Linked DNA regions of Hordeum vulgare: region 1 is linked to region 2. A link is a contact called in public Hi-C data. All regions are on one chromosome and are shown on one strand. The core of a region is the stretch at or near the end of the contact, and the rest is flanking DNA. Distances in the headings are between cores, read along the strand shown. Region 1 holds the start of LOC123426519 (exocyst complex component EXO70B1-like). Region 2 holds the start of LOC123426517 (small ribosomal subunit biogenesis GTPase RsgA 1, mitochondrial-like).

The links. A called contact is a pair of places that touch in the nucleus more often than the background predicts.
Region 1: a contact with region 2 is called in a Hi-C map of seedling, with 6 times the contacts expected there. The contact joins the promoter of LOC123426519 here to the promoter of LOC123426517 in region 2. A contact is called at or near these places in 4 of 6 Hi-C or Micro-C datasets (leaf and seedling).

What each region holds. Positions count from the first base shown.
Region 1 is chr2H:428,050,384-428,057,251 of MorexV3_pseudomolecules_assembly, forward strand. It overlaps LOC123426519 (exocyst complex component EXO70B1-like), which reads left to right and starts at 1,515. Exons shown (of 1, transcript XM_045110359.1): 1 at 1,515-4,202. The coding sequence starts at 1,832. The coding sequence ends at 3,895.
Region 2 is chr2H:427,766,934-427,774,106 of MorexV3_pseudomolecules_assembly, forward strand. It overlaps LOC123426517 (small ribosomal subunit biogenesis GTPase RsgA 1, mitochondrial-like), which reads right to left and starts at 3,757. Exons shown (of 6, transcript XR_006622241.1): 1 at 3,098-3,757.

The sequences.
Region 1 (6,868 bases), core at 265-2,764, 280 kb after region 2:
TGCAAGTGTGTTGCGGATAATTCCAAGTCAATGGAATATATATTTTTTCTTCCTAAAATATTGGGAGGATATTTTATAAGTTATAAAGAGAAATCATCATATGAATTTCCCTCGATTTAAATGGATCAAAGATCAATACCATAAATTTATTTGAGTTGCAAAAGTTTAATGACATGATGACATAATGACATGATGAATGCTATAAATAAATAAATCATACGTCGACAACGAAATAAAGATGAAATCTTCTGAAACGTCTGTTCCGAGCTGTTACACAAAAGGTGAAATGTATCAATGACTTGTTATTATACATGAGATACTACTGTCAGTAGCATAGTTTGAGAAACTGTCGGCTTGTCACCACGGATGCGTGCATTTTGTTGTTGTTGCGAATAATCAGTTGTTAACATTATACAGATGACATTACATAGTGTCATCCCGGGCATAGATGAGATTTCTCGACGTTCCTTTTACTATACTACTCCCTCTGTCTCATAATATATTAGTTTTTTTAACACTGTTGTAGTGTCAAAACACTAGTATATCAAAAACGCTTTTATATTATATTACGAAAGTAGTGATAGTGATCTAAATGCTTTTATATTAGTTTACAGAGGAAGTACTATGTACTGTTGGCAAGTGCAAGATCTGAAACGAAATCCACTAACGAAAACCAGTCTCTGTAGCTAGAAGAAATGCTTGAGCGTGTAGCAGAGGTGTGACGCCAGCTCATCGAATAATTGAGTGATGCCGTATTCTTATCCAATGACACGAGCGTAGCCTTTTGGTTTGCAGTGCGTGAAGCGTCCCGCCGAAAGCCCGAGGGGTAATCATGGTAGGACAGGCAACCCATGACACGATCGTTACACACACACACACACACACGGATAAACCTGCTTGCTTCAAGCATTCATAGTGACAGTGAGTCGTACATATGCATACGATAGTTCCACAATGTTTGGAGAGACGTTTTTGAACATCCATGCTAAGCGATGCCATTTTACCCTGAGTGACGCGAATGTCATGTTTCCCAAGACTTATCCTAAGCTTTTTACAAGAAGATTTCAGGAAGCCGTACGTGTGTGATCAAAGTTTTCGATGGATATTTTTGTAGAGACTCTGCAGTTCCCTTGAGAGCATGGAAATGGTGATGACGACGGGGATCTAATACGAGGAGGAGAGCCGTCGAGATCTATGTACGCAACAAAAGATGACAGCGACCACTAAGAAGATATACTCCTACATAATCGTGCAGTGCATTGCAGTTCCAACGGGGGTTAGATTTCGACAGATGCGAGGCCAAGCCAAACCGATGTGTAATGGTGGTGAATTGCGCGGTTTCTTGTTAGGAGAGGAGAGAAGAAAAACATGTCATGATCAAGCTCAGATGCTACTTGTGGCAATAGTAAGAGCGAAAGATGAAACACGTGAGTGGTGCGATGCGAGGAAGAGAAAGAGGTGGGGATGGGGTCGTCAAGTTGGACTTTTAGATTCAGAGGTGGGAGATGCTACAAAGTACAAAGATGAGCTGCGCACCGTGAATCGCCAGCCAGCCAGCGTCGCCACCAAACGGCAAACGGGCCGGCAAAGTGGTGCCATTTGCTTCCCTCCTCCCGCGTCTCCTCTCCCTCTCCTCTATCCGTCCGCCCCTTCGCTGGCACCGGCACAGATATCTGTATCCCCTTTACTAGTACTTCCACTGGCAGGAGTAGGAGCGCTCTGTTTACCGCGGCCATCAGCCTCCTAGCCGTGACGTAACTGTATCAGCCTCCCGAGTATCGTGTCAGCAGGCCGCCGCCGGGCCGGATCAAACCCTAGCGGGCCGCCGGCGATGTCGGCGATGTCGGCGCCCCCGCCGCCGCCGGAGGAGGAGGAGGAGGAGGCCGTGCCCTTGGCGGGCGTCGGTGCCGTCGCCGTCGCTGGCAACGACAGGGTCCTCGCCGCGGCGCACCACATCGTCAAGTCGCTCGCCACCTCCAAGAACGCCGCCGACGACATGATCCGCATCCTCTCGGGCTTCGACTACCGCTTCTCCACCATCACCTCCGACCACTTCCCCTCGCCCTCGCCCTCGCCCTCCAACTCCCACTCCCACTCCGACCCCTCGGAGGCCCCCTCCCTGTCGGATTTCGACGACGCCGCGCAGCTCATCCACCTGTGGGACACCACCCCGGAGGCGCTCGTCTTCGAGGCCCCCGAGGACGACGCCGCGCACTATCTCGCGGCGGTCGACGTCGCCGTCGACCACCTCGCCGCCGGGGGGCCCGCCGCCGCCTCGGGCCGCGCGGGCGTCGCCGTGCAGCTCGCCATGGCGCGCCTCGAGGACGAGCTCCGCCACCTCATGCTCCGCCACGCCGTGCCGCTCGACGCCAGCGGCCTCTACTGCTCGCTCCGCCGCCTCTCGCTCGAGTCCATGGACGACCTCGACACCTCCTCCGAGTTCGATCCCGCCACCCCGCACAGCCAGGAGGGCGCGCCAGATACCGCCCGCAGCGCCAGTCTCGTGGGGAACCCCTTCGACGACCAGCTGTTCGACCTGGTGCGGCCTGACGCTGTTGATGAGCTGCGCGCCATTGCTGAGCGGATGGGGCGCGCTGGCTATGCAAGTGAGCTCGTGCAGGTTTACTGCGGCATCCGACGGGACCTGCTTGATGAATGCCTCACAGTTCTGGGCGTCGAGCGGCTCAGCATCGACGAGGTTCAGCGTGTGGAGTGGAAGCAGCTGAATGACAAGATGAAGAAATGGGTGCATGGCGTCAAGACTGTTGTCCGTTCCCTTCTGACAGGCGAGCGCCGGCTCTGCGATCAGGTGCTTGCAGTGTCCGATGAGCTGCGGGACGAGTGCTTTGTTGAATCCACCAAGGTTTGCATAATGCAGATTCTTAACTTTGGGGATGCTGTGGCTGTGTGCCCTCGTTCTCCTGAGAAGGTGTCCCGGATTCTTGATATGTATGAGGCACTTGCTGAGGTGATTCCTGAGCTCAAGGAACTGTACTATGGGACTCCTGGGGATGATGTGATCTGTGATTTGGAGGGGGTCCTTGGCAGGCTTGGGGATGCAGTCAAGGGTAACCTTCTTGAGTTTGGGAAAGTTCTACAGCAGGAGTCGTCAAGGAGGCCTATGATGGCTGGTGAGATCCACCCAATCACACGTTATGTGATGAACTACCTTCGGTTGTTGGTCGTTTACAGTGATACGCTTGACAAACTCTTGGATGAGGATGCTGCCAGAGATGTTGATCATAATGCTTCAAATGGAGGTGCTGATGATGACGAAGAGTATCTGCAGAGCTTGACGCCACTTGGACATCGTTTGGTGAAGCTGATGTCTTACTTGGAGGCCAATTTGGAGGAAAAATCTAAACTGTACGAGGACGTTGCACTCCAGTGTATATTTTCCATGAATAATACACTTTATATTGTCCAAAAGGTGAAAGATTCCGAGCTTGGGAGGATTTTAGGTGATCATTGGACACGGAGGCGCCGTGGAAAGATTCGGCAAAATTCCAAGAGCTACCTTAGGATATCGTGGACAAAGGTTTTGTCCTATCTCAAGGATGATGGTCATAGCAGCGGGAGTGGAAGCCTTGGGAATTCAAGCTCGAGGGTCAAAGAGAAATTTAAGAACTTCAACTTTGCCTTTGATGAGATTTACAGGAGTCAAACGCTTTGGAAGGTACCGGATCCTCAACTCCGCGAAGAGCTCAAGATATCTATATCGGAAAATGTGATTCCAGCATATCGTGCTTTTCTGGGTAGATATGGTAGTCTAGTGGATAATGGAAGAAATTCTGGTAAATACATAAAGTACACCCCAGAGGACTTGGAAAATCAACTGTCTGATCTTTTCGAAGGGTCACTAGGGTCTGCCAACCATTCCAGAAGAAGGTTATAGTTCCTATGACAGAATTTGGTTACAGGTATATCTTTGTTACAATGGGCAGTATACTGCTGAACTGCTGGTTACATGTATTGGATTGGTGCATGTTCCCTGGTTGGTATGGTGCTGTAATACCGCAGGAGTCCACAGGAGGATCCTTTGGTTCAGTCAGATTATGTGTAACAAGAAATAATGTACATGTATTGTTTTTCCAGTGTACTCATTTCTTTGCACATTGCAATGTCCAAAATCTAGATTTGGCACCATGTAGAGGCATGCTTCTTGGAATATATTGAACATGTTATATGTGTTTCAGTTGGAATAACTTGCAGAAGATGTGGGAAAAGGGCATGTTTAGGCCGCAAACTAGAAGTAACAGAGTTTGCCATTTGCATATGCTTAGAGAAAATTAATTTGAACAAACATATCTTATGAAATTCATGAAGCTACAGATTGCAAAACTGACCTTAGTACAAAATCCGACTGATCGTACTGTTGAAGGAAGTAAGTATCATTAATTGGATTCTTGCGCAAAAATCTAGATACTTCTATTTTTTATGCTCACATACAATTTATGTTGCCTTAGAATTAAGTCTTCTCTAGTAAGATACTTCTATGAACTAAACACATTTATTGTCAGTCTGAAACAACGGTTAGGGCAGTGCTACAAGGTAATAATGATCTTCAGGCAGTACTAATTTAGAGGTGTCATTCATACACCTTAATAATGATTCTTGTTACTTTACTAATGAAAATGTAGATTGTTGATATGTTATCGGCTATTTTCTTACTACTGTTAGGACTCTTCTCTTGGTTCATTGCTATATTCTTAATTCTACCGTTCTCTTCTGCTTCACGATTTATTGCTATTGTTGTATCGTTCATTTACTTAGTAAATTCTATTCAATATATAATGTGCATCTATCATTCTTTGGGTTTTGAACCTTTCCATGTCTATCATGGCAAGATGTATCTATGTTAGTAAACTGATTTAGTCTTCCATACCAATTATTTACCGTTGGTGTTATACTTTAGAAGGCTTTGCTTATGCTAACCTCAGCCAGATACAATTGACAGTTTACAAACTGGATCATCGTGGTGGCATTTTTTTGGTTTCTTTGTGATAATAAGAATAATAATAAGCACATTGATGGTAAATGGATTTCAAGAATTCAGAATCGAGGTTAAGATGTAGGAGTACTGCCCATATGGGAGCACACTAGGTTGAATTTTCAGCGCTTTCTCTATTTCTCGAAAATCATGAAAAGCACACTTAGTACTCACTTATCAACGTTCAAAATAATGAAAATAACAGTTACTACTCACTTCATTTCTGTATGGCCTGTATTTTTTTGCAATCTTCTTTTAAAATATACTCCCTCTGTCCCAAAATATAAGAGCGTTTTTTTACACCACACTGGTGTAAAAAACGCTCTTATATTATGGGACAGAGGGAGTAGGTTTCTATATGTAATTAATATTTTTTCTATCTTTTACCCCATTTTTTACACTATCTCTCATCGTCATTTCTGGTTAACATGGTGAATATTCTCGCTCGTATTAATGGGCTTTATTATCCTTGTGCAATACCATAATATGCCTTATAAAATGAAATGGAGGGGGTAGTTACTTATTATATGAAGTGAACTTAAATTGTAACTCATATTGGTGTAGCTTCTGGCTTATGGTGAAAGCAACAAGACATGTTTTTGCGAAAGAAAAATCAACAGATAGTTTGATAATACTTGGTGTTTCTTGCATTAAAGTCCACCAGATGAAATGTTTTACTTGACTATTACTCCATTTTGGGCATCCCTTGTTTGATAAAACCGGAGCAGCTTTGTGAACTAGCTGAGCATGGAGGGAGGAGGATGGCGCGGTTAGGTAACAGTGGTATTGTTTTTCCTTTTATGTCATTATACTGGTACTTCTTTGTAAGCCCTTTATGACCATTTGAAGTCATGGTTTGGTATTTCCCAGCTTCTTCAAGGTATGAAACAGGAGAAGTGTTGTATGTGAGCTAAGAATTTTAATTGTACCGCTCCACAATTATTCCTGGTGTTCCTGCTCTTGTCGCCATGATTTTGCTAGTCGTCACACTTTAGGATGGGTCCTGTGGCCACTTAGGAAGCCATGTTCTTATGTTGTGCAGACATGCTATTGCACGATTTGAATTGCTCGTTATGAAGAATTGGAGATAGAGGAATATGCATTCTGGGACCAGGATATTTGCTCCGTTGGAAAATAAGGCCTGTCTCAGGTAAATTTTATCAATTTTCTGTTCCAAAATATAATGCATATTAGATTTTTTTGAGTCAAACTTTATCAACTCTGACCAAGTTTGTAGAAAATATCCAAACACTTTCAGTACCAAATATATACCATATGAAAGTATGTTCTACGATAATTTTCTCTATAAACTTGGTCAGAGTCTATGAAGCTTGACACCAATGCGCACTATATTATGGAAACGAGGGAGTACTCTGTTTTGGGGTAACATTCCGACAGATGACCAATTAAAGTGGGTCAAATAGATGGTATTTTAGTAAGTTGCAACAAATATGATAGTAGCAGTATGGAGGCAATTTCCACTTTAATTTGTTTATGTCGGAAATGCAATTTGCACTCTGCTCTGTGGCCCATCTAGCCCTACAGCATCTATATAAGATTGAGAGTTTCATCGAGTGTTCATCGGACAGATTGAAAACTACCTTGTTGAGATATCCTTTTTTTCTCTCCATTGGAAGTGCTTCTCATTTTAATTTCTGCTGTCTTAGTTTTGAGCCTCTATGTGTTTGAACTGTATGCACATGCAAAAGAAAAGAAAGTAAACATAATTGATTAATACCATTTTTTTCTTCGAATGGAGGATGAATACCATTCGTGCATTTAGAGGTTCTAGTAGTGGAATATATAGCAATGAAATTACTACCTCCGGGCATCAAAGGAGTGCATAGACCAATATTTCACTCTGCTTTAAGCTGTTTA
Region 2 (7,173 bases), core at 2,507-5,006:
GCCAATCCAGGAAATTGACGCCTTGATGATTGTAAGGGTTTGTCATCAAATTTTGTTTAGCAAATAAGGAAAAGCTTAATTTGGAAGGTAATCAACAACAATCACTTCTTCAATAAGAATATCCACAAAAAATAGAAATAACAATCATGGAGAAACAGATTAATTCTGCTTTTGTATTGCTAGCTACACCAATTAGTTCTGATGTTGTACAATCAAATTGCCAAGTTTTGATAAGTGATATTGGTAAAGACTCTTCTATACAACAATTGTTGACTTCAAATTTGGAGACATTCTTTGAGCTTTGGACCCCATGCTGGTAATGACCCCTCACATCATATGCCATGGAAAGGTAATGTATACTTGGCCATATGTTATAGTTCAAATTCATGTAAGACTCATGATCTCATATTTTGAATGTAGAAATTCAAATGAAAGGAAGGTTCATGACCTGATGTTCTGACCATAGTGTCCTTTTCTGTACAAAGAGTTCATCAATCGATGCCCGGTAGCTTTACTATGCATGGTCTAAGGGAGCAGATAATGTCCTACTGATTGTTGTCGTGTTACCTAATTTCCATATCAAGTGAATGTTGCAAATATGAGAAATACTTGGCATATCAGTTTTAGTTTAGGTTAGTGAATTGTTTTTTGTATTATGTTGTGTATATTCAAAGCCTTCACCTCTCCTTACTTTCTATACTGAGTAATTCTATTTGCTTCTGCAGAATAAATCAAATGTGTCTTCAGTATGCTAAGTATGGTGGAATTTACATGTTCACTGTGTTGTTTAAGGTGCATTATGAAAGGGAATGAACGATAGATAGCATTCAACTTATGGCATCTATGATACTTTCAGGCGTTTGAGACCATGAGCGGAGTGGAGAAGTGGAAGGAAGCAATACTGATGATAATATACAGTGACAACTATCAAGCTAGATTCATGTACTCAAACAAGATGCTTGGTTATTTTCACTATATGAAGTGTATAACCTTTTACTCCAACGTTTGTTTCATTATACTCCTCTGCTCATCTTTCTATGTATGCCACCAGATTCTATAATCAAATCGACAATTTGTACTTTTTTCGGCAGTCTGTAATCTTCTCACGCTACTTAGTAAAACTGCAAGAGAAAGTAAACACGAGCAACCAACAAATTTAGCCAGCAACGGGCTCATACTCAGGTGCGGTGTGCTGCCGTGCCTTCCGTCTGCTAGTTTGTTTGCAGCCACACATTTAAGCGTGCCTGGACGTTTGGTGGTCCAACTCCAGAAACAAACTCCCTAAGGCCAAGAGGAAGGGATTCAGTTCATGGATTTCGAATCGCTCGACTAGTCGCGACTAGTCATCGACTAGTCGATGAGTTGCAAGAAGGAGGTCGACTCGAAAAGCGAGTCGTGACTAGTTGCAACTACAATCTCGACTCTTTCCGAGTCGCTACCCCTGAGTGCTCGCATGAGTCGCGACTCAAAAACCTTGATTCAGTTTCAAAAGGAAAAAAAGGAAGGGATTGACAGTCTTGTTGTACTCCTCTGCTAGACAACAACAACAACAACAAAGCCTTTAGTCCCAAACAAGTTCGGTAGGCTAGAGGTGAAACCCATAAGATCTCGCGACTAACTCAAACTTCCACACAACCCTGTCCATGGCTAGTTCTTTGGTGATACTCCAGCCCTTCAGATCTCTCTGGACTCCTCCCATGTCAAGTTCGGTCTACCCCGGCCTCTTTTAAAACTATCAGCACGCTTTAGTCGTCCGCTATGCACTGGAGCTTCTGGAGGCCTGCGCTAAATATGCCCAAACCATCTTAGACGGTGTTGGACAAGCTTCTCTTCAATTGGTGCTACCCCAACTCTATCTTGTATTTCATCATTCCGGAATCGGTCCTACCTTGTGTGGCCACACATCCATCTCAACATGTGCATCTCCGCCACACCTAACTGCTGCACATGTTGCCTTTTAATCGACCAACACTCAGCGCCATACAACATTGCGGGTCGAACCGCCGCCCTATAGAACTTGTCTCTTAGCTTTTGTGGCACTCTCTTATCACAGAGAATGCCAGAAGCTTGGCGCCATTTCATCCATCTGGCTTTGATTCGATGGTTCACATCTTCATCGATATCCCCATCCTTCTGCGACATTGACCCCAAATATCGAAAAGTATCCTTCTGAGGCACCACCTGCCTATCAAGGCTAACCTCCTCCTTCCCGTGCCTAGTAGTACTGAAACCACCGCACCTCATGTACTCAGCTTTAGTTCTACTAAGTCTAACACCTTTAGATTCCAAGGTTTGTCTCCATGGCTCTAACTTCCTATTGAACCCGGCCAACTATCATCGACTAGCACCACATGATCCGCAAAGAGCATATACCATGGGATATCTCCTTGTATATCCCTTGTGACCTCATCCATCACCAAGGCAAAAAGATAAGGGCTCAAAGTTGACCCCTGGTGCAGTCCTATTTTAATCAGAAAGTCATCAATGTCGCCATCACTTGTTTGAACACTTGTCACAACATTATTGTACATGTCCTTGATGAGGGTATGTACTTTGATGGGACTTTGTGTTTCTCCAAGACCCGCCACATGACATCCTGCGGTATCATAGTCCTTCTCCAAGTCAATGAACACCATATGCAGGTCCTTCTTTTGCTCCCTGTATCTCTCCTTAAGTTGTCATACCAAGAAAATGTCTTCCATGGTCGACCTACCAGGCATGAAACCAAACTGATTTTTTGTCATGATTGTCAACTTCATTTTATAAAGTGCAAGTATGCACCAAATTGCAATGAAGGTTGTCTCTGTAAAGGTGAGTTTGCGTCAAATGAGCCATTGATCGATTCAATTAAGCGGCCACTATGTGAAACTTAACTATGCATCAAACTCCCCCACAATAATCATTACTTGTGTTATGCTGCTTCACTATTAGATACTCTAAAGTCCAATTACCCCGTAGTATAAACGACTTCCTTACCAACAGAATTTCTACTACTCTTTACCATTCTAGATGAAAGTGATTATGTTATGGTAGGATTGAAATAAAAAAAATGTGTCGTCGGTAACCTAATGACCCAATTCTGGCTACGACAGTATACCTGGTCGTCCACGAGCTCGACCTTGTTGAAGGCAAGCACGAAGGGTATCCCTGTGGACTCGGCCTCGACGAGGAACCTGGTGAGCGTGGCCGGCTCAGGCTCCGGCTGGTCCAGCGAGAAGAGCACAACAAGACGGTCGACGTTGGCGACCGGCGGATCGGCCATCTCGCTCCGGCGCTCAAAGACGTCCTCGATCATCCCGCGGCGGTCGGTCCAGTCGACGGCCCCGACGAGCACCCTGTCCCCGACGAGCACGCGGCGGCGGATCTTCTTGAGCAGCGCGCGGACGACGCAGAGAAGGTCTGTCCCTTGGTGTTGCTCTAGCCCCGGGGCGGTGGAGCTGACGATGACGCGCATGAAATTGGCCTGGGAAGCCGCGACGAGGCCCGTGGCCTGGTTCGGGAGGAGCGCATCGGGGGGCGGCGGGGGGAGGGAAGCGGCCGCCGCCGCGGGGAGGATGCGCGGGTGGCGGGAGGCGCGGTGAAGGAGTCGGAGGCTGTGGGGAAGTGGGAGCGGGAGGCGGAGGTGGGGCAGCGTCGCCGTGGAGGGGGGTGGAAGGAGCGGCATTTCGGTGGAGCGAAACTGGATAGCGGAATGCACACGACGGTAGAAGCTAGCCGTGCGGCGCCGTGCACACACGGAGGGCATTCCCAAGCCTATCCTCTGGGAAATACCTATTTAGCGCTACAGCCGCTGGTTAAAGGCAAATATATATATATATACATATATATATATATATATATATATACATATATATATATATAATATAATAAAGCAAATAGGGTTTTTGTCGTCCGTCGCGGCATTTTTGCGAAAAGGTCCCTGTCGTTTCAGGTAATTAACCCGCAGTCCAGTAAATAAGTGAAAAACGATTCGTCTCTTTTCTTTTTTTCTTCTCCATCCCAAGCTCTCTCACCCCCTTCCATGGCAGCCGCCGCCACCTCCCCTCCAGCACACGCCTCCTTCTTCCTCTGTTCCTCTACTCCTCTCCTCAGGTCGCCGTCTTGGGGTGGACGCATGCCCGCTCCTGATCTAGGCCCGCTCCTTCTTGCTTTGTTTCTCATTCAGGTCGTCATCCTCGAGTGGATCCAACCCATGCCAGATGAAGAGGAGGATGGCGTAGGGAAGGAACGGCACTGGTGGTGGTCTTATGGCAGTGGTGACTGGTGGAGGGAAGAAAATAGTAGGGCGACCGTTGCCTTCTCTGGATCCCGCTTTCTCCCCCGTGCCATTGCATCGCCAGGAGGACTCCGACGGTGACGATTCCAGCCAAGCAGCAACGAAAGATGAACACGAAGGAGACGCACAAGCAAGAGACCAACATGCAAGTGGCAAGTCTGCTCTATGCCTTACAAGTCATGCCTGCATTAGCTTTCCCTGAAGGTAGTATCGTTAGCTTCTACCGTACCTTGGATCGGTGAAAGTCTCAGTGCTCACAACGTGTTCGACGAAATAATGGTGATGTTGTGTTTCTGAGGTCACTCACCAAAAGGGCTGCTACTACCGTCGTTTCTGTGACATCATCTTGGCGTCACCGTCCCTCCATCATCAAAAGCGCGGCAAGGCGGTTGTGCTTCTTCGTCGAATTCGACATCGAGGTTGGACGAGTCAGCGGCGACTCAGGACAACGAGGCCAAAGCTATCAGCGCCCTGATCAATGCCACGAAGCTCAAGTGGGAGGGGTAGTGTCGCTCCTCCAATCGCCGCGGAGCACCGCACAACAGGAGGGTGCCGATGGCTGGGTACGGGTGTCGTCGTTGCTGTGTCCTGGGCCACTTCTTCTAGCACTGCTACACAAACATCGATCCCAGATTCAACTTTGGAAGGGCTCCAGCCTTTGCCCCTGCATCATAAGTGGCCGAGAGTAATGAAGATAACATCCCAATGCATCAGGGCTCATATCTTCACCATCCCCAATTGCGTGTGTGGTGCTAAGACGAGCGCTGACGGACTGATCCAAACCCGATGTTGCGCAGCACCATTTCTAATTCTCCATCATCCTCGTCGCCAGAGCAAGCAGCGCTCCGATCGTAATAAAGAACCGTGTGAACAACTGAGCTTCAAGAACATTTCATTTAGATATGGTAGTTGCCAAAGTAGCAGTGTGAGCTTTTTTTTCAAGAACAAGCAACAAATAGTTGTCTGTCGTTTTCATTAAGAGAATAGAGTGATAATTACAAGGTCTAGGATAGCAAGACAAATGCATGCTACCCTAGAGAGAGCCCTGGCATCGTGCCCCGCCACACAGTACACAACTGAGATCTCAACCGAGCTATTAAAGTTATTTTTACATGTAACTCATGAAATATAATTTCAGAAGTCATGAGGAACAGAGTATATGCTTACACAATGCCGGCGCCTGAGGGGCAACTGCCTTGAAAAAGGACATTCCAGTCATGGCTAATCCATTTGTTGCTCCTCTTTGGTTCTGGGGCTGTTAGTACATTACATGCTCATCACTCAGTTGAGATCTACTATGAAACGCATTGGCATTGAGATGGGCTTATGGGTTACATACCACGACATTGTTTTGAAGGATGAAAGTGCCTGTGATGATGGTAACCTGATAAAATAGTCATGGAGAACACATATAATTAACTTTTTTTTTAAAACTTTAGTGCAATAGGCAGGTAGTATCAAAGATCCAGTTTATCCAAAAAAGAGGAAACTATAACTCCTAAGTGGTGGCAAAACACTAATGCTGATTTTAAAAAGTAGCATAGTTGTCATCCATGATTTACGTACTAGATCAATATTCAAACTTTAGGTAACAAGGATTCTAAAATGGGATAAAAAAATACTCACACCAAGATTATTTTTTATTACTGATGCAATATTCAGTACGATCGATAATCCAGGTCCTGACAGGTACGTCATGTAGGGGTAGGCAAAGAGAATAAGTACTCCCTCCCTCCCATGATGTAAGACGTTGTTTGGCTTGCAAAAACGTCTTGCATTATGGGACGGAGTTACTAAAGACTGCAAACAATGAAAGTGGGTTAAGGACATAATTGGCAGAGTTTATTCAGCTTCTCGGGTATGTTGGCTATGGCTAACAATTGTTTTTTAGTCTACAAATCCCAACCAGCTTAAGTTAATCAACATACGATATGTGCTTCACAAAGGGAACCAACATCAAAGGTCTAGAATACTGCATGCGTGCATACAAAATCTGGCACCTACTTTGAGCTGTTGGAATATTTGGACACACAGGATTAGGGGTATTCAAACTTGGGTTTTCCAAATTTTGTTGATCCATGAGTTATACGAGCAAAAACATAAGGTACAAATGAGGGTTCATTTTTAGTGTGAAATACACCACTTGGTGGTTTTCTTGAAACCACCATGAACATGCCTACAAAGGATGTCAGGACATGGATGGAAGAGATTACTTTAATAGAGTCGGACTGGCTGAAACAAATTGGTCTTAATTAATCAGATGACCGATGGCTTGTCTAATTGAATTATCTGCGCAGGCATAACTTCGGTCAGAAATAAAGACAATTTTCGAAGTTTTAGACTATTTTCTGTACTGGTTTATGATGGTGGCCCATCTTAGCACATTTTGGAAGTAAAAACAACCAGTTGGCGGTGGTAATCTTTCTTCTACGTAAAACCTGGTAGTTTCTAATCATTTTGTGCCCCCTCCCCCCGTTCCCATTAAAAAAATAAAACAACACTGGCAAAAGCACATACAGAAAGGTACCTGTAATTGCAAGTGTCTGACCTACATCTTCAGATGATAAACTCAGTCCACCATACTTCGTGTCACTTTCATCCCATAGAGAGAACACCTGAAATTTATTTAAGAAAACAAGTTAAAATTTATGTTAAATGGATATTGTATTAGCTACCAGAAATCTATAGAAACTTATCTGTCACCAAATATATGATAAATACGACAAATATAAGTCATATGTTAGCACAACAAGTAGAGCCAATTTATGAATTGGAGCAACTGTCCATAAAGTTTGCTCTTGTGATCGTGACTACGAGTTACTATAAAAATACTATTGTTTAGATTACCATCAATCATGTCTGCTCATCTAAAATTAAGCTTTTCTGATCTGGCATTG